Linked DNA regions of Mus musculus: region 2 is linked to region 1. A link is a contact called in public HiChIP or PLAC-seq data. All regions are on one chromosome and are shown on one strand. Each heading gives the region's core, a stretch centred on a gene start, on an enhancer-like site or on the middle of the called end of the contact. The rest is flanking DNA. Distances are from core to core; before and after follow the strand shown. Region 1 has its middle 39 kb from the start of Gm36174. Region 2 has its middle 13 kb from the start of Bbs5.

Region 1 (5,842 bases), core at 2,229-4,728:
CCAGTAGGGCTGGATGTTGGAATAAAGTCAGCAAATCCCCTGGTGCCAAAAATGCCTTAGCAAGGACAACTCAGAACATCAAGAGCATATGTAGATGTGGTAGTCACTCAGGGTGAGGGTTTCCAGGCTTGGTAATCAGAGGCTTGTGGTACTGTGCTCAGGCCAAGGCAGAGTGAGGGTTAGGGTCAGCACACTAAGTATCACAACTGCTACCTTGTGTAGAAAGCCAGTCCCTGAAGCACTCTGCTCTGGGGGGAAGGACACATCAGAGGAAATGGTGCCAGGGGCTCAGGGAGGCTTAAATGAGGACTTTTTGTGTCGTTTGTAGGCTCTGGAGCATAAGTGCCCTTAAAAAAATCAAGCCCCCAGTCAGCACACCAGTCCCCACGTTGGCCATTTTTCTCTGTACTTGCTCAAATGTATCAGTGTCCCATGGAAAACGTGCCCTCTCCCTACAGTTCAAACCTTACAGTAATGCTCCAGAGACTGCCTGTCATGTGGGAAAGAGGGTAGGGCCATTATGAAAAGGGTAATAATAAGCAATGTAGGCTCATATCCCTGTGATAAGGGATGGGTGTGATATCACTGGGATAAGACATTTATTATGATAATCACACTGCAAGTGTTTTACTTGCTAGAAGGTGGGCAGTTCCGTAGAGATGGCACTTCATTCTCAGGAGACCCAAGGAAGGTTCTCTTGTCATCCCTGCTTTCACGGGTGAGGACAACAGGGTCTTAGTGTTAGAGAGCCACACAGCAGATCAAGTCCCCACCCAAAGTATCAGGCCTGCTCACCTGTGCTTTCAGTTCTCTGAGTACCAACACTGTCCTTTTCAGGACACACAAAAACTTGGGTGCCAGTTAGTAATGTCACACTCTCAAGTGTGCTGTTGACTAGATAAATAAATAAATAAATAAATAATATCCTTAAGAAGAGGCCAGAAGTTCAGAAGGAAAGACAAATATTGGGGTGCTCCTGCACAAATAGCCACTGTAGGTACACAGCCAATAATTCATCTAAGTCTTGAAAACAGGTTTTTTACTTTTTATGGCATGTAGTCTTGCCAGAACCAGCCAGCTCAGGCTGGCCTCCCTTCTTTCTCTAGAGGAGGTGCTGTGGAATCGGCATTTGCTTGGGAGGCCTGCCCTCTGCTGGGATCACGAAATATTACAGACCAGTATCCAGCGTTTGCCTAACCTGGGTCTCAGGCATGGCTGTAGATACTGTTAAGTTTTAGGGTAGACAAAACTTTTTGATTTTCCCCATGTTTTTGGATTTTTCTTGTATAAGTTTTTAATGTTAATTTTATATATTTTTGATCATGTCTATTCCCAAAGCCTTACAAAAATAGGAAAACAAAACATAAAAAAAAAGAAAGAAAGAAAGTTAGAGAGCCCAAAGGGTTGGCAGCAATAATGGTAAATACTGTGTCTTTGGTGACATGGGGCAACATATCAAAAATCTCAGAGAGATTGGGTGATCCTTTCTCACAACCTCAGCCCCATGAGCTTTCCCTGAAATGCTTTGCTTATCAAATCAGCCATATTGATTGGACCATAAGGCATATTAGTTAGGTAATTTCGATAACAAACGTGACCTCTTCAGCTCCTGATGGATATTTGAATGGAAGTCACATAAACACAGGACTCAGGCAGGAAGGCCATCTTGCCATGTGTGTGGGGAGAAAGGAGAAGACAAACAGGAGAAGAAGAGGGGAAAATAGGGTTTGCATAGATAGACAAGAGTCAAATTTCTTGTCCTCTGATTTAGTTTATAAAATGGATTTCCATGTTAAAGTGTATATATAACTTGTTCAAGGCACATGAACAAGGACATGGAAAAATGAACCAGGTCTAGTTTAAAAGGGAAAAAGTCCTAGTTAATATAGTACACTGAATGGGGTGCAGAATTTTTATTGTAGGCTACCACAATTAGGTTCAAATAAGGAACAATAAGTGAAAATAACTAAATGTATTTTGGAAACAAAGCCAAGAAAGCAACTCCAGCGTAAACCATGAGGAGGACACATTTTAGACCTTACCAAGTGATAATGGAGTTCATCTCAAGGAGCCTGGGTTTAAAGGCATCAAGTGCGCTTCACTTCTCCAGCACCTTCCTTGTTCGTCCACATTCCCCGGCCCTGCTTCCTCCCTGTCTGCATCTCCAGAGAGGAGGAACACAAAGATGGCGGTGAGAGCAGGTGTCTCCTTGAGAAACTCTTCCTTAGTTTAGGTCTGGGGAAACACAGAACACTGAGCATCTGAAACTGAAGCTCCCAGAACATTCTCCGTGTGGCCCACGGTATCTCACGTGTGAGCATCTGTATGGGAGGCTGGGGATGAGACAGGTCCTCACCTCAATGTGAGGCTGCCTGACTTTGCTCTGTGCAGATCCCTCTGTGGGCAGCTAGAGTAGGCAGTGCCCATGTGGACTTCAGTTACTGGAGTTGCTGGAGTCTACCATCAACTCACTGCTCTTTACACTGAGGAAAGACCATCAAGGAACACTCTGAGCAGTTAACAAATATCTGAGATTCCAGTCTAGAGTGACTTAAGGTAGCCAGGACTGGAAGCAAGAAAAATGGAAAGACTGGAAATACTCTTTCTTCCACAAACTTTGACCATAATTTTGAGACCAGGGCCAGTGCACCTCATAAGATGGACTTGTATCTTTGAAAATGGCATCCCTCTATCCCCTAATCAACTGTGGTTCCAGCATAGGAACAATACCACATCATGGAAAGGGCCTTTCAGCATTTATCACTATTTGCCACTGGAGAAAATAATGACAAACTGGCGTGTCTTTCTCCGGATGCTAATGGTCAGACATTTGCCATTAACTAGGGTAAGGACTGAAGGGAACCTGAAAATGGGGGCTGTTCCTACCCTGAAGCAGCACAATAATTTCCGGGCATTCTGTAGAACTCTGGGTTAAAATTTAATACTAAACAGTCTACGAGAATAAAGGATGGGGGTAGAATAGGAGGAAAATTGCAGGAGATAGGGAGCTGTTGTCTCAGAGCTGCCTTGTGCACATGAGGGCTGTTTTTAAACAATGAATCATTTTCCCACTCTCCTCAGCAGCTCCTTCCTGTAACCCTCAGCCTGCTGCGTCTCACTGAGAAAGGAGAAAAGGAAGGATGCAATTTATTCAGATTCCTGCAAGTGGCTAGCGCTCATTTGGACATCTCATCTGTACGTGTGCAACGGGCCATGCGAGGAAGAAGTACTAAAATAGACATCGAACTGCCAGGAGTGGAAGCAAAAACGCTGCCAAGACAGATAAGAGCAGGGCTTCGGAGATAAACCAAAGCATCAACTTCAGCATGGCCAGGAGGACAACAACATCCACAAATGCCTAACAGAAGTAGACTCGATGTAGGAAGTATGAATCAGGGACTGGGAGATCGACAGAAAGTGTCTCCAGAGCCCCCATTTCCTGATCAGAGGCACCCTTAGTCTCAAGTTACAAGACTGTTTCCTCCCAGCCCCAGACACTTCGGTGTCACTTCCGGTGGTGAATAATTACAAAGGCCAGGGAATAAAGTATAAAGGGGCATTAGAATGGAACAGAGTGACAAGTTCATATATTTGTGTCATACTGTTGCGCCTACCTCACACTCAGAAGTTTCCTGGGAGGACGTCAGTTTGTGATCTAGAGATCAACCTTTACACAGTTAACCCACAGCTGGACTACATTTCCCAGATATCCCTGGGTCAGGCCCAATCGTCCAAGAGAGATCTGCCTGATGAAATACAGGTGGAAGTGTTAGATTTACTTCCAGATATGGTCAGACCAGACCCCCTCTGCCTCCCAGACTCATCATCCTTCATGATTTTCCCACGGATACGGTGATGGCACAAGATGGAGGACACATGGGCCATAAGAGCTACTAGTCAATCAGGAACAAGAATTTTGAAACTTGGGGTGATGTTTCAATTCTCTGTTCCTGCAGAATGATTCCAAACAGCGAGCCAAAACAATTTGTTTTCATCTCTATTGGTACTATAGGCTGGCTCAGATGGATCTAACTTGGGCTGCTTCATATAGACTTGCAGTTAGTTGTGAGCATATCTCTTTCAATTCTTAACTTGATTCACTGCCCCGGCCCTCTGACAGCTCCTGAGAAACACTTTTAGAAGTCATAGGCCTGGAGAAGATGGCTTAATCGGCAAAGTGTTCCCTGAAGAAGCTGGCGGACCGGAGTTTGATTCTTCAGCTCACGTGCACACTCTTGTATCTCAGCATTTGCTATATGGAGATAGTAGGACCACTGGTTCTGCCAGGCAGACTTAAAGAGAGTAGTGAGGTCCTAACACAGTGGCAAACATCTGAGTAACATCTGCGGTCATCCCCTGTCCTCGAAGGCACATACAAACATTCAAAGAATTCATGTTCAAGGCCCTCCCAGTCCGTAGATAAGCAAATTTATGTGGATTAGAAGAGCGCCTAGAGACATACATTTTACACAGCGCTGTTTGCCGAGCTTAATTCTCTTCTCAGTCCTTTGAATTTTCTACCTCCCTGGCTACACACAGGGGGAGTCAGCCTCTTTGCAAACCTGACTGGTCAAGTCAGAATGATGGCACTCCCGGAAGCCACAGTCATGTTGCTCCTCTTTTTGATGACATTCTCCAGGGTGACCCTGAAGAATTCTCTTTGACACTCTGCCACATACTAAGGTTCTGGTGCACTGAGCTAGAGTCCTTAGCCTGAATCTTCGGCAGTGATAAACTTCTTGTTCACTTGCTCGATCTTCTTTACACAGAGGCTGAGCATCCACTTTGATCTTTCTGCCTTATTGCCTGGAATCCAGCTTGTCTTGCTGTGTCTGCTCATGGGCACGAGACTTGAGTTTCATGTCCTTTCTGCTGGAAGCTTCCGTATAAGGCAGACTTAAAAATTGATTTCCAAATACATTATGTCACTGGATTTTTTCTTCTTGAAATATTAATATCTCCATGTTGTTACATGTCATTATGCATATACTATTGTTTCCCCTTCATTAATTCAGTCTTTCTTTAGCCTCTAGTGACTTCTTGAAAGGGGTTGTTTTGGGTATAGACTATTCTTTGCTGGGAAGTAAAGTCTCTTAGTCCTTGGTCCCTCTTTGTCCAACCCTGTGTTTCACCACATACTCACAGGAACTGCTACTTTAGGGGTCATTGGGAACTTAAGGAGGCTCCGAGTCTGTTCAACAGCCCCATCCAGAGCTGATAAAAGTGAGCTGCTGCCTTTGCTGAGAAGAGCATTGATTCTAGCCCTGAAGACTACGAGAGAGCAAGTGCAGCCATGCAGACCACCCTGGTGCCGGGTCATATTCAACCATGAGGAGACGGAGTAACTGATAAACCCACACCTGTTTCAAACCCAGAACCCCAATACTGGAATTCACCACCACATTTTGCTGCTTTAGTTTTGGCGAACTCTTCCTCGGGAGATCGGCTCCCTTGCCTTCAGTTCTTAGCTCATGACTTTCTGTGCCTCTTCTGGGCTTTCTGTTACAGTGGTTCAGCTTCTTGTCGGGCTATATTCTTCCTAAACTGCCTGTGCTTCATTTTTTATCCTCCTTATAGAAATTGAAAGCAAACAAACAGCAGAATGGACTTGTCTCACACTCTCTAGAGTGGAACAGAACCTGAGGGATGAGAAGGATCCTGTTCAAGGTCTGGCTTTGCTCTTACCTGGCTCTCTTAGCAGGCTTTATTTTCTAGGCTTTATTCCCTTCATTTGCAAAACTGGAGTTGGTATAAACAACAGAACTGACAGCATCAGACCAGTGGTGGATACACAGCAGCTTTCTTCTAGGTAGTCATAGCAGTCCTACCTTCTTTGGGGCTC
Region 2 (5,842 bases), core at 874-3,373, 850 kb before region 1:
AAGTTAAGGAATAAGAAGTCCTTTATGGTATGAGATTATACATGAAACAAACCAAAACTGTTTGTATGCTTATTTCTGGGTTTTTGCTTATACCTCGTGGAGCCCAAGAGGAAGAGTCATGGTCAGGTAGATGATGCAAAGATGGTTGTGTGCTGCTCCCCTTAGCAATAGTAGACAGACATAACTCCCAGCAGCACCAGGACACAGGGCTGTTATGTGGTTTCCCACACTAAGTAACTATAAGAAGCTGTTCAGCAGCAGAAAGTTCTCAGCCAACCTCCTGCTTTGTAGTCGGGCTTGCGAAGCCAATGCTTATGTGCTCTTGTCTTACATAGGGTTCTATTGCTGTGAAGAGACACTGTGACCAAGGCAACTCTTATAAAGGAAAGCATTCCACTGGGGCTTGGCTTATGGTTTCAGAGGTTTAGTCCATTATCATCATGGTGGGGAAACATGGCAGCCTCAAGCCAGACATGGCGCTGGAGAAGGAGCTGAGAGCTCTACACCTGGATCCACAGGCAGCAGAAGTGAATGCCACACTAGACCTGGCTTGAGCATACAGGAGATCTCGAAGCCCACCCCACAGCGACACACTTCCTTCAACCAGGCCACACCTACTCTAACAAGGCCACACCTCATAATAGTGCCACACCCTGTGGGCCAAGCATTTAAGCACATGTGTCTTAGGGGCCAAACCTATTCAAACCACCACAGCTTGGAACCATCTTGCTAACCCTGTTTGTTTGTTTTTAGAGACATGCATCAGTATTTATTGCAGGCTAGCCTTGCTGTCTCAGCTCAAATGATCCTCCTTGTAATTGGTCCTTCCAAGTAGCTGGGACTACAGGTGCCTATGCCTTGGCTACAAATTATGTCAATATTATCTCTATTTAAAAACCCACACAACCCCTAGGAGAAAAATATAGTGCTCTTCTGCCGATTAAAAGGATAACTGGGAGGTTGGCAATAGCCTTTAATCCCAGCATTGGGGAGGCAGAGGCAGGGGAATCTCTTGAGTTTGAGGCTAGCCTGGTCACTGGCCAGAGTGAGTTCCAGGAAAGCCAGGGCTTCCAGGACAGCCAGGGCTACACAAACAAAAACTGTCTCAAACACACACACACACACACACACACACACACACACACACACAAACAAAAAATGGGGATTCGGGGGGGGGGGGGTATCGTATTGGGGAAATACACTTGCTGCCAAGGCTGATAATCTAAGTTTGATATAGATAACCCAAATGGTAGAAGGGCCAACAACTAAAAATTACCCCATGCCAGCCAGAAGAGCAAGCTCTCCCCCACAAACAAAGAAACTTTTTTTTTTTTAACAAAAGTTTTTTAAAGGGAGAGGGGGCACACTGGCTGGCTCAGTGAGGAAGACCACTGGAGTTCTTCCGGAGGATCAGGGTTTGGCACCAAGCACCCACATGGTGGCTAACAACCGTCAACTCCAGTTTTAGAGAAACAAATGCCCTCTTGTGGCCTCATCAGGCATTGCATGCACATGGTCCACAGCCATGCCTGAAGGCAAAGATAACCATACAAATAAAAATAAATTTAAAGGGAGGTTAATTAATTCAAAACTTTAAGGAGCCGGGCGTGGTGGTGCACGCCTTTAATCCCAGCACTCAGGAGGCAGAGGCAGGCGGATTTCTGAGTTCAAGGCCAGCCTGGTCTACAGAGTGAGTTCCAGGACAGCCAGGGCTACACAGAGAAACCCTGTCTCGAAACTCCCCCTCCCCCCAAAAAACCCCACAAAACTTTAAGGAAACACTCTTTTTGACACTTCCTTCTCACACCATGAGCAGGACTTAGTTCTTTTAAGAGGACTTTGTGGGTTGGCAAAATAAGTACGAAAAAATGTGCTTACCTTGAAGCCAGCCCTTCTGAAAAGTTGGGAAGTACTCACAAACAGGTGCCAACTCCACAGAGTTGTCCTCTGACACAGGGGCAACACACACACACACACACACATTTTTATATGCATGAGTGTTTTCCCAGCATGTACATTTTTATAACACGTTTGAAGTTCTGGATGATTGTGAGCCACTGTGTGGATACTGAGAATCAAAATCAGCTCCTCGGCAATAGCAACAAGAGCTCTTAACCTCAACGCCAATTCTCCAGGCTCTCCCCTCCCCCCTCCACACCCCCTCCCCCACCCCCGCCACCCCAAATGCTAATTTTAAAGGGGGAAAAAAAGACACAGGAAAAAAACAAAACAAAAGAAAACAAAACAAAAAAACAACAGGAAGGGTGGCGGGGGAGGAGCGTCGTTGAAGTTTTTCTCTAGGACAATAGTGACACCGTGTGGCCAGTTCTTAGGACAGCAGTTACGAAGCGGAGTGAGTGTTGATTATACACTGGAATGCAAAAATCACTGTTAACTACATCAAGCAGACTTCAGATAGAATTCAGAGAGTTTATGGAGACCTAGCATTTGTGAGGACTATGCCGGTTCTTTTACAGATGTCTTTATTATATTGTTCTGTATTTTCTCAGATGATCAGGGACTAAATTAATTCTGCTGTGTTTATATAGTAAAGCAATCCTGCAGTTGTAAGCAAATGTATGTTAGTGTATTCTAGGGAAATTGGTTTTAAATATTCATTCATTCATTCATTCATTCATTCACTCATTCATTCACTCATTCATTCATTCAAAGATGGGCTCCCACTCCAGTCAGGCTGCCTTTGGATTCATTATATAGCCCATTTGTAATTCTCCTGCCTCATCCTGCCCAGTAATAAGATTACAGGCACGAGCCTCCACCTAGTTGACAGACCCCTTGCTTTGCTAACCTGCTTCCCATAGGGACTACACAACACATTCTGGCATGCAGAGGGACTGACTTTGTCCTAGCTTTAATAGTCCACCCCACCCCCTTTGGTAGTTGCCATTTCTTCAAATACAGTTTATTCACTCAGTTAAAATAATAACTTTAAAAGATGAAAGTAGCATTGAGGTGCAGTGTGCACACCTGTAGTACCAGCACTGCGAAGTGGAGGCAGGAGAACCCTGAATTCAGGCCATCCTTATGAAAGAGGAAATAGAGACAAAGAAAGTGAGAACTAGAATCATCCTCCCAGAGCACAGCACATGGAGGCAGCAGAATCCGAAATTCAAGGTCATCCTCAGACACACAGGGAGTTTGAAGACAACCTGGGCTGTGTGAGACCTGTCTAAAACAGACAGACAGACAGACAGACAGACAGACAGACAGACAGACACATTAAAGAGAACACAAGCACCTAACCAGGGTAAATTTTTTCTATTCATCCACTAGACATTTTAGTAAATACATTGTTACTGTGAATGTGTGCTTGGTGATGTGTGGTCAAATGTGCCACAGTGGGTGTGCAAAGATCAGGGACAGCTTTGTGGAGTTGGTTTTCTCCTTCTGCCTTTATGTGGGTTCCAGGGATTGAACTCCGGTTGCCAGATGGAGCAGCAATAACCTTCTGAGCCATCTCACTGTCTGCATCTCTCCTTCCCCGTGGCTGGTGAGACGGCATAAAGCAGCATCCTGGACGCTTCTTTGGAACTATGTTTGACGTCCATGATGATTGGGAAGTGCTCAGTATATAAACATGCCTGGTAATGAACCGCAGGGAGCTGGAGACACACATGAGGCCAGGGTGATTTACAGCATCGTTTATAAAGCAGGATACAGGAATTGAGTTGGTTGAGACCTTAGAGGTTAAGTAGACCAGTCTCCTACTCAGGAAGTAATCCTGCCAACAATAATCTTGACATGCGGTTATTTAACATCTGCTGGAACAATCTCAGTGATTCCCAGGAGTAGAAAGCTCCCTGCCTCTCTAGGCACGTCATTCCCAACTCGAATGATCCCAGAGTCTTTCTTCAGTGATTTGAGGTCTGTCTTCTTGCAGCTAGGGGTTTTTCTCAGGCTGCCTCAGTAAACTAGTGGGCACCTTTCCTAACTTAGTAGATAGGTTACTGTGTAAATTTCTCTCCCCTCCAGGCTAAATGTACCCAGGCTTAGCATCCCCTAACCGTTTTTTGGTCACTTCCTTGGCTACTTCTCATTTTGTCAATGTCCCAGTAAAACGGATGTGATGGACACAGTCTTTGTTATGGTTTTTGTTCTTGCTTTTCTTGATATCGAGTCTCCTGCAGCTGAGGCTCACCTTGGAGTTTGGACCCTTCTGCCTCCGCCACCCAAGTGCTGGGATTGCAGGGATGTTCGCCAATGTCCTGTTTATGTGATGCTGGGGTAGAATTCAGGGCTTTGTGTGAGCTGGGTAAGCATTGTAGAAACAGCCTTACATGAAATCTCATTACTTTAGTGTGTGGAAGGCTTGTGATTGTGTGTGGATTTTAGATTCCTGTTAATGCTGCTTAAGTCATTTGGTGGTTACACAACTCCCTTTCCATATATTTATTTTTAAAGAATCGACGCACAGTAAACATGACTATTTTTGAGAAAGAGTCTCACTATGTAACTCAGGCTGGCTTACATACCTCACATTGGCTGAGAATTTGCCATCCTTCTCAACTTCTAGGGTGCTGGAATTACAGACATGTACTAGCACACCCAGTTAACGTTGACATTTTTTTAAATGTGTGGTTGTAAAAGACACATATGTAAGTTGGATGGTGGTGGCACACACATTTAATCCCAGCACTTGGGAGGCAGAAGCAGGCAGATATCTGAATTTGAGGCCAGCCTGGTCTACAAAGTGAGTTCCAGGACAGCCAGGGCTACACAGAAAAAAACCCTGTCAAGAATCCAATAAACAAATGGACAAATAAATAAATAAAATTAATAATAAAAAGACACATAACCAGTACCACAACCAGGAGCCTCCCTGCTCCTATACCACTATAGTCAACCTCCTGTGGTCCCTGGCTCCTGGAATCATTGGTTTATTTACTGTAGAGTTTTGTCTGCTAAAAAATGTCATATGAGGTGGGTGATGTAGTTCAGTCATAGGGCATTGGCATAGGATGTGCGAAGTCTTGAATCCACCAGTCCTGGGGCCCCATGAGTCCATTATTTCTGGGTCTTATAGATTTTCCATTACATAAGCACAATTACATTGGTGCTTGTCTCCAATCTATCTTCAATCTCTTGATGTCTGGGAGGCAAGGTAGGAGGCTGAGGTAAGAGGGCTGTCAAGTTTGAGGCCAGCCTTGTGCTACATAATGAGACCCCGCACAAAAAATAATTAAAAACCCCTTGTAAGATGGTTTATGTAAAAGACCTGTAAGTTTATTCATTTGTTAAGTTTTATTAAATGTCTAGTATATGCCCTGGAGATATGGACTTGAATAAGGCCAAGCATCCTGCTACAGATCAGGATAACAATGTGGCCCCTTGGGAAATTGGGGAAAGAAGATTGCTGTGAGTTCGAGGCCAGCCCGGGCTATATAACATGGCCCTACCTCAGAACACAACATCACAATGTGCTTGGGTGTGACTCTTCAATCATTGGCCTGTTCCCCTAAACAAACTGGGTATGACCCGTATTTGTGATGTTGACGGTGATGTTCTATTTCACATGTCTTCATTTTGCGTACCAGGCTATCATGATAGAGTTTGGCACATGGTTTTCTACCCTTGCACACCAATGACTTCCAATGTGTTGGTGGAGACAGCCTGGCAGAGAACTGGTCAAGCGTGTTCTAAGTTAACACCAGTTCTCTCCTAAGTTTTAATACTAACCAACTGTTGAGGCTGCTGAGATGGCTCAGTGGTTAAGAGCACTGACCTCTCTTTTGTAGGGATCCAGGTTCAATCCCCAACTCCCCACAGAGCAGCTCACAGCTGCCTGTAACTCTAGTTCCAGGGGAATCTGAAGCCCCCTTCT

Evidence for each region. HiChIP or PLAC-seq counts read pairs in DNA pulled down with a chosen protein or histone mark.
Region 2: a contact with region 1 is called in a RAD21 HiChIP or PLAC-seq map of pro-B cells, with 8 times the contacts expected there. The contact joins two enhancer-like sites. A contact is called at or near these places in 2 of 39 promoter capture datasets (cranial neural crest and hippocampal neurons), 1 of 15 datasets of contacts at CTCF or cohesin (pro-B cells), 4 of 484 Hi-C or Micro-C datasets (the G1E-ER4 cell line, cortical neurons, myocytes and 1 more), 1 of 115 datasets of contacts at active chromatin or transcription factors (astrocytes) and 1 of 9 other capture datasets (embryonic stem cells).

What each region holds. Positions count from the first base shown.
Region 1 is chr2:68,780,202-68,786,043 of GRCm38.p6, reverse strand. No RefSeq gene overlaps it. Among named protein-coding and RNA genes, the nearest start is that of Gm36174, 39 kb to the left of the region's middle. Within about 2 kb of position 3,478, at least 95 of the 459 cell types and tissues checked have an H3K27ac peak or open chromatin away from gene starts, as enhancers often do. A contact at or near this core is called in the G1E-ER4 cell line and pro-B cells, where this site is marked.
Region 2 is chr2:69,631,647-69,637,488 of GRCm38.p6, reverse strand. No RefSeq gene overlaps it. Among named protein-coding and RNA genes, the nearest start is that of Bbs5, 13 kb to the left of the region's middle. Within about 2 kb of position 2,123, at least 53 of the 459 cell types and tissues checked have an H3K27ac peak or open chromatin away from gene starts, as enhancers often do. A contact at or near this core is called in the G1E-ER4 cell line and pro-B cells, where this site is marked.